Linked DNA regions of Mus musculus: region 1 is linked to region 2. The links are chromatin contacts, called in public Hi-C maps. All regions are on one chromosome and are shown on one strand. The core of a region is the stretch at or near the end of the contact, and the rest is flanking DNA. Distances in the headings are between cores, read along the strand shown. Region 1 overlaps Gm1587 (predicted gene 1587). Region 2 overlaps Enox1 (ecto-NOX disulfide-thiol exchanger 1).

Evidence for each region. A called contact is a pair of places that touch in the nucleus more often than the background predicts.
Region 1: a contact with region 2 is called in a Hi-C map of bone marrow-derived macrophages, with 14 read pairs. The contact joins two enhancer-like sites. A contact is called at or near these places in 2 of 39 promoter capture datasets (cranial neural crest and neural stem cells) and 1 of 484 Hi-C or Micro-C datasets (bone marrow-derived macrophages).

Annotation. Positions count from the first base shown.
Region 1 is chr14:77,794,181-77,796,880 of GRCm38.p6, forward strand. It overlaps Gm1587 (predicted gene 1587), which reads right to left. Exons shown (of 3, transcript NR_157389.1): 3 at 1-845. Among named protein-coding and RNA genes, the nearest start is that of Gm1587, 3.4 kb to the right of the region's middle. Within about 2 kb of position 1,316, at least 41 of the 459 cell types and tissues checked have an H3K27ac peak or open chromatin away from gene starts, as enhancers often do. A contact at or near this core is called in bone marrow-derived macrophages, where this site is marked.
Region 2 is chr14:77,342,334-77,345,033 of GRCm38.p6, forward strand. All of the region lies in intron 3 of Enox1 (ecto-NOX disulfide-thiol exchanger 1), which reads left to right. Among named protein-coding and RNA genes, the nearest start is that of Gm41217, 27 kb to the right of the region's middle. Within about 2 kb of position 1,283, at least 41 of the 459 cell types and tissues checked have an H3K27ac peak or open chromatin away from gene starts, as enhancers often do. A contact at or near this core is called in bone marrow-derived macrophages, where this site is marked.

The DNA of each region.
Region 1 (2,700 bases), core at 66-2,565, 450 kb after region 2:
CCCAAGAAACTTACACATTTGCATGAAATACTCTTAACAAGTGCTTCCCAGGTGAGAAGTTTTAAATGAATGTTTTTGTTTTGTTTTGGCCAGAGGAGACAGAAAAATGGCTGCAGCTGGTCAAGGGTTATATTTCTTACAGCCAGGAGATTCCAATCTGTTTCTTTACCTCCATGGGATCAATAAACAGCCAGGCTGATATACATCAAACTGCTTTGGTCTTGCCAGTATATACTCTCATGCACATGAACACACACACATACACACACACACTCAGGATTTCTTGGCTCCCCTCAAGGTAGAGCCATTCCAAATCCTGACATCACTGAAATATGTACAGGAACGGAAGCAATAAAGAGAGGAACACAAGAGAGAGAGAGGGAAACTCTGCCTGCTCTGGATGTGCCCTCGAGACAGTTGTTCCTACAGTGCAGGCTTTGTTCTTGTGCAATCGAAACACAGACCAAATTCAACTCTGTCAGCAAAGATACTGGCATAGTCACCCCAGATGGGACTGGTAAGAAAAACGACCTGTGTGAGATCTGAGGGAGCAGGCAATCACGGTTAGTCATAAACCCCCTCCAAGGGCCCAAGATCTGCAGAACACAAGGATTGAAGCGGCTTGAATGCTGTAATCTCCATTTATAGACTTCCCCAGGCCTCCACCCAGGCCTCACAGCTATGCCTGTCCCTATACCTCAGCCAAAGCTTCAGCACTTGGTCACAAAGAGGAAGGCACAGCATGGGATGACGCAGGATCCCAGAGCTTCTTCTTGGAAGTAGGATTCTGGGAAATGCCTTGTCTACTTCCAGGAAGAGCTTCATTGACCACATGTTCTTCTCGGCTGTAGGATAAGAAGCTTGGGTGAGAAGGTAAGGCGGGACAATTCTGCCATCTCTCCAACTCTCATTAGTTTATTTTTTTTCTCTTCAGACTTCGTGGAAAAGAGAATTAAGAATAGTAAAATTGAATATCCCTAATCTGAAGTCCGAACAACACCCAAATCTAAAACTTTCTGAGCACTCAAACTATCACACTGTGTATTCAATGATTCTAAGTCTTAATTTTTCCCCCCTCAGCTCTGAAGCTCCAAGCATTTCAGATAAGGCATCCTCACGCTGCTTCCAATGGAGGGTGTTTGTTGATTTGCTGTGAGATGTGGGTGTTACTGATGTTGGCAAGGGAAACGCTTGGTAGAAAGAGGAACTTTGGCTCAGTTCTTCAGGACCTCGTGCACTTAGGAGGACACAGAAAAAATGAATGGCTTTTCCCCACATCACACATGGGGAAGTCCTATAGCTCAGGAAGGAAGGAAAAGATCTCCAAGGAGGGAGGTACTTCTCAGAACTACTTCCTCAAAAAGAGTCCACCCCTCATGAGCGCTAAAGGACAAGTTAGGATGACAACCTAGTACGCACTTGGCAATAGATTTGGTTCCTTGGGCAGACAATAGTGTCCTGGGTTTGAAAGCAGGTTCTGAACACCTCACAGCCTGAGTGGACCTCTCCCTGAATCTGTAACTTGAGAATAGTATGCAGTGTAGGAAAACCACCACAAGACACACAGCGCTCACAGTAATGCCCCTTCCAATAAAGCGTGTCCTCTACTGGTTTGCAGACAGAGCTAGATTCTAAGCTGGCTACAACAGACAGATATTTAAAAACAATCCCAAAGGGTGAAGGTTGGAGTGGTTCTGTTTGCCACTTGCCCAGCTTGGCATTTTAGAAGAAAAAGCAAGCCAGCTCTCCAGGGCCTGGCATTAAGGAAAGGAAAAAATCTTGCTGGTTTCCTTTTGTGTCCTCGGTCTTTGAGGGGGACTTAAGGAGTCCCTCAACCAGTAAAGGGGAAGAGAGAAAGAAAGCCTGGTGCAGCATCCTGCCCAGCTGGCCTGCTGGCAGCACACAGACAACACTGCTGGGGTCCTTGTTAAAGTTCCAGCCCATCTCACATACATTGCCTTTTACCCTCTTAGCCTCACACTGCTGCCATTCTGGTCCCCCAAAGTCAGGTCTCCAGACTGTTTTAAGCTCCAGAACAGCAGATATAGTGAGATATAGATCAGGGCCATCAGAGAATTGGGCTGGCTAGGAAAGTGCTTGTGTTTGCAACATCCATGAGTTGTCAGAGTTAGCAAGCCAAACTATGAAATGTCAAATTAAATTTGAATTTTACATATACTTCTTTCTCCTAGAGTACAACTATGTCCCAGGGGTTATGTGGAGCATTATTATATTAATATTTTTGTTTTGTGTTTTGAGACAGGGTTTTGCTATGTAGCAAGGCTGCCCTTTCCAATGTGTACCCCACCCCCAACCCTTCTGCCCTGCCTCCCGAGTACTGGATGACATGTAGTGTGCTTTGTGATTCTGGCTCTACGCTATTTCAGCTGCTCTGAAATTCAGAAGTATGTCTGCATCCTGTATTTGTGTCTCAATTCTTTCATTTGGGCTTTTTCTTGGTTTATTTCTTGTGGCAGGGTCTCAGACTGTAGCCCGAGCTGGCCTGGAACTCATTATGCGATTCAGAATGACCTCATACTTCCAGCAATCCCTACCATCCCAAACACTAAGACACTGTACTGCAAGTTACTACCATTCTTTAAAAATAATTGTGTGTGTGTGTGTGTGTGTGTTCATTGTAAATATGTAAATCTGTGGTGGGGCTATACAAGCACATGCTTGCACATGCCTGTAGAGGCC
Region 2 (2,700 bases), core at 33-2,532:
ATCTCAGAGATGTGAGTATCTTAGCTTATGTCATTGGACCGTAGATCTAGAAGTCCACTGACTCTCAGTCTATCGCTGCGCTGGATTTTCCTAGGTTGCCTCGCTTTGCATGAGGGATAGTACCCAGTGCCCGGTTGGGTATCCCTGCCCTGCCCTCAGCCCCCTTGTTTGTGATGGCGCTTATCTTGAGACAGGCCTTGAGAGTCTACTTCAGAATGTCTGCGGGAGAGGTTGACTGTTTCCTCTCGGGTGCTGCAACCTGCGGTGGGGTAAAGGCGTCTTGGGGTTTGTATAAAGTCAGCTTCTCCCTTTCCAAGTAAGAGCCATAGCATTGTTTGTTCAGTTTTGCTGTTTTATCTTAGTCTCATGTAAAGTGTTCAGGGTCTTTGGATTTTCTCTCCTTTAGCCTTACACCGGTTTTCTTTATCATGAACATTCAACGCCAGCTTAACTCTGATTTCTCGGTTTCTAAGAACACCCTTGTTCCAGGACTCAAGTATTTCCTTTCTTTCCTTAAAAAAAAACATATTCATTTTATTTCACATGCATTGGTGTTTTTGCCTGCATGTATGTCTGTATGAGGATGTCAGGTCCCCTAGAATTGGAGTTGTAGCTGTGATCTGCATGTGGGTGCTGGGAATTGAACTTGGGTCCTCTGGAAGAGCAACCAGTCCTCTAATGAGACATTCCTCCAGCGCCTGCCTGCCTGCCTTTCTCCCTCCCTCCCTCCTTCCTTCCTTTCTCTTTTAATTTAAAAAAGAAAGCACTAACTTAGAACCATTCAGAATGTCAACAAAACAGCTGCTTTTTTTCTTTTTCTATTTTCCTTTTTGTTTTGTTTTGTTTTGTTTTTTGCAACCACAGGGTGGCATTTTGTTAACAGAACATTGGTTATTTTCATATAAGCTGCATCAGAAACAACTGAAGGTTAAAAAAAACAAAAACAAAACTAGTGTTCTCATACATAATTAAATTGTGTGCTGTGCACCAACAAGAACCTGCTTTAAATTTCCATACCGATTTACAACCCCAAGACTGTCCTAGGCAACTTTATTAGGGCTAGCTGAAGACACATTCAGTAGTTTATTAACTGTACTAGGAGGAGGAGATGGAAGAGGAGCAGGAGGAAGAAGACAATGACGAAAATGTACGGATTTAAAACAAATCTTGCACATCCTTACATTTCAGTGTTTTTTCCTTAAAAGGACAAAGGAGTGAATCATGTACAGGGGGCTGAAATGCTTTATAGAAAAGAAGAACCCCATACTAGAACCAGCGTACTCATCGCCTCCCTCATCTTCTTCATCCTCTTCTTCCTTCTTTGTTTGTTTGGTTTTCTTGCTCTTCCAGCCCTGAAGACCTGCTTTTTTTTTTTTTTTTTTTTTTTGTCTGCATCCGGTTTTCCTCTGGTTCTCTAGGCAGCAATACCCTTTCCTCTTTACTTCAGCTCAGCAGCCTCCTCACAGGGCTGCTTGTTCTCTGCAGTGGAGCTGCCCCACATCGCTCCCAGTATCTTTGCAACGTCACCAATGGATAAGGAAGTACTTCGGTTTTGTTCTGGGGGTGTGACTCAGAACAGAACAGGAAGAAAACTGAAGGAGGCCTCTGTGTGCTTCGTGGTCCTTGCGCTTTCCTTTTGGCCTCCCCTTTAGGAGATGTAGGGTTTTATTTCTCTTTCATAAGAAGCCTTGTCAGCTTTTTCCATGCCCCTTTCTTCTGCAGACGGGTCACCCACTTCTCAGAGCGCTTCTTAGACTCCCCCCCCCTCCCCCTACCAAGAAGCTGATGGAAGCATCCGGATGTTTCTCATGCTCCTCCCAGCGAGTTTGCACAAAGAATTCACATGATGACATTGTTGCTTCACAGCTTGTTAGGATCTGGGCTCTGTTGACATGGAGTTGGTTTTCCTGTGCGAGGCACAGAGTAGCCAAGTGGCTATCCAGCTCTTGCTTGCCCCAGTACTGTCTCTATGGAGCTCAGTGTACTACAGTGGCTGTCCAGTTCCCACTTTCATCTACCATTGATTTACTCTGTTCCCTTTGGAAGACAGAAACGTAGGTCCCTGTAGTGAAGGCCAGCAGGAAGACTTTGCCCTGATATGAAAGCAGTAAACAGGCATCTGCCGGGTACTGGAGGCTAAAAGACTCTCAGTTTACATCTGACCGTGTTGGTGTGTGTTCTGGCCTCAGTGTATAGTATTTTCATGGTCATAGGAGCTTCAGGCTGGAAGAATTCGAAGGGGGATATTAAAGGTCAGGAAATAAAGTGGCTTTCTGATGCATGAATCTTCTTTGCAATATCTCCAGGAAAATATAAAATTGTCTCCATTGAGCATTTCTGGGTACAGATAACTTATTCCCAAGGCCAGTTGTTTCTCTTCAAGATAGAAATTCTTATAATCTGTTAAGCCACCACTCCTCGTCTATAACTATAACTAGACTGTGAAACGAGAATTCCTATCTCCTATTATCTCTGGCCTTGTGTGCTGCCTTAACTCTACGGAATCTGGAAAAACTTTTCGAAAACAAAAAAGGAGAAAATGACAGCCAAAATGAAGCCAGACTTGATAACCTGAATTTCTTGTGCATCATTAACTTAACAAAGTTGCCTTCTAAGGCATGGCACACATAGGTATTGCACATAAAGCTGTGGCCAGAACATGCCAAATGTCCTCCTGCAGAGAGAGAGGGAACCAGAACA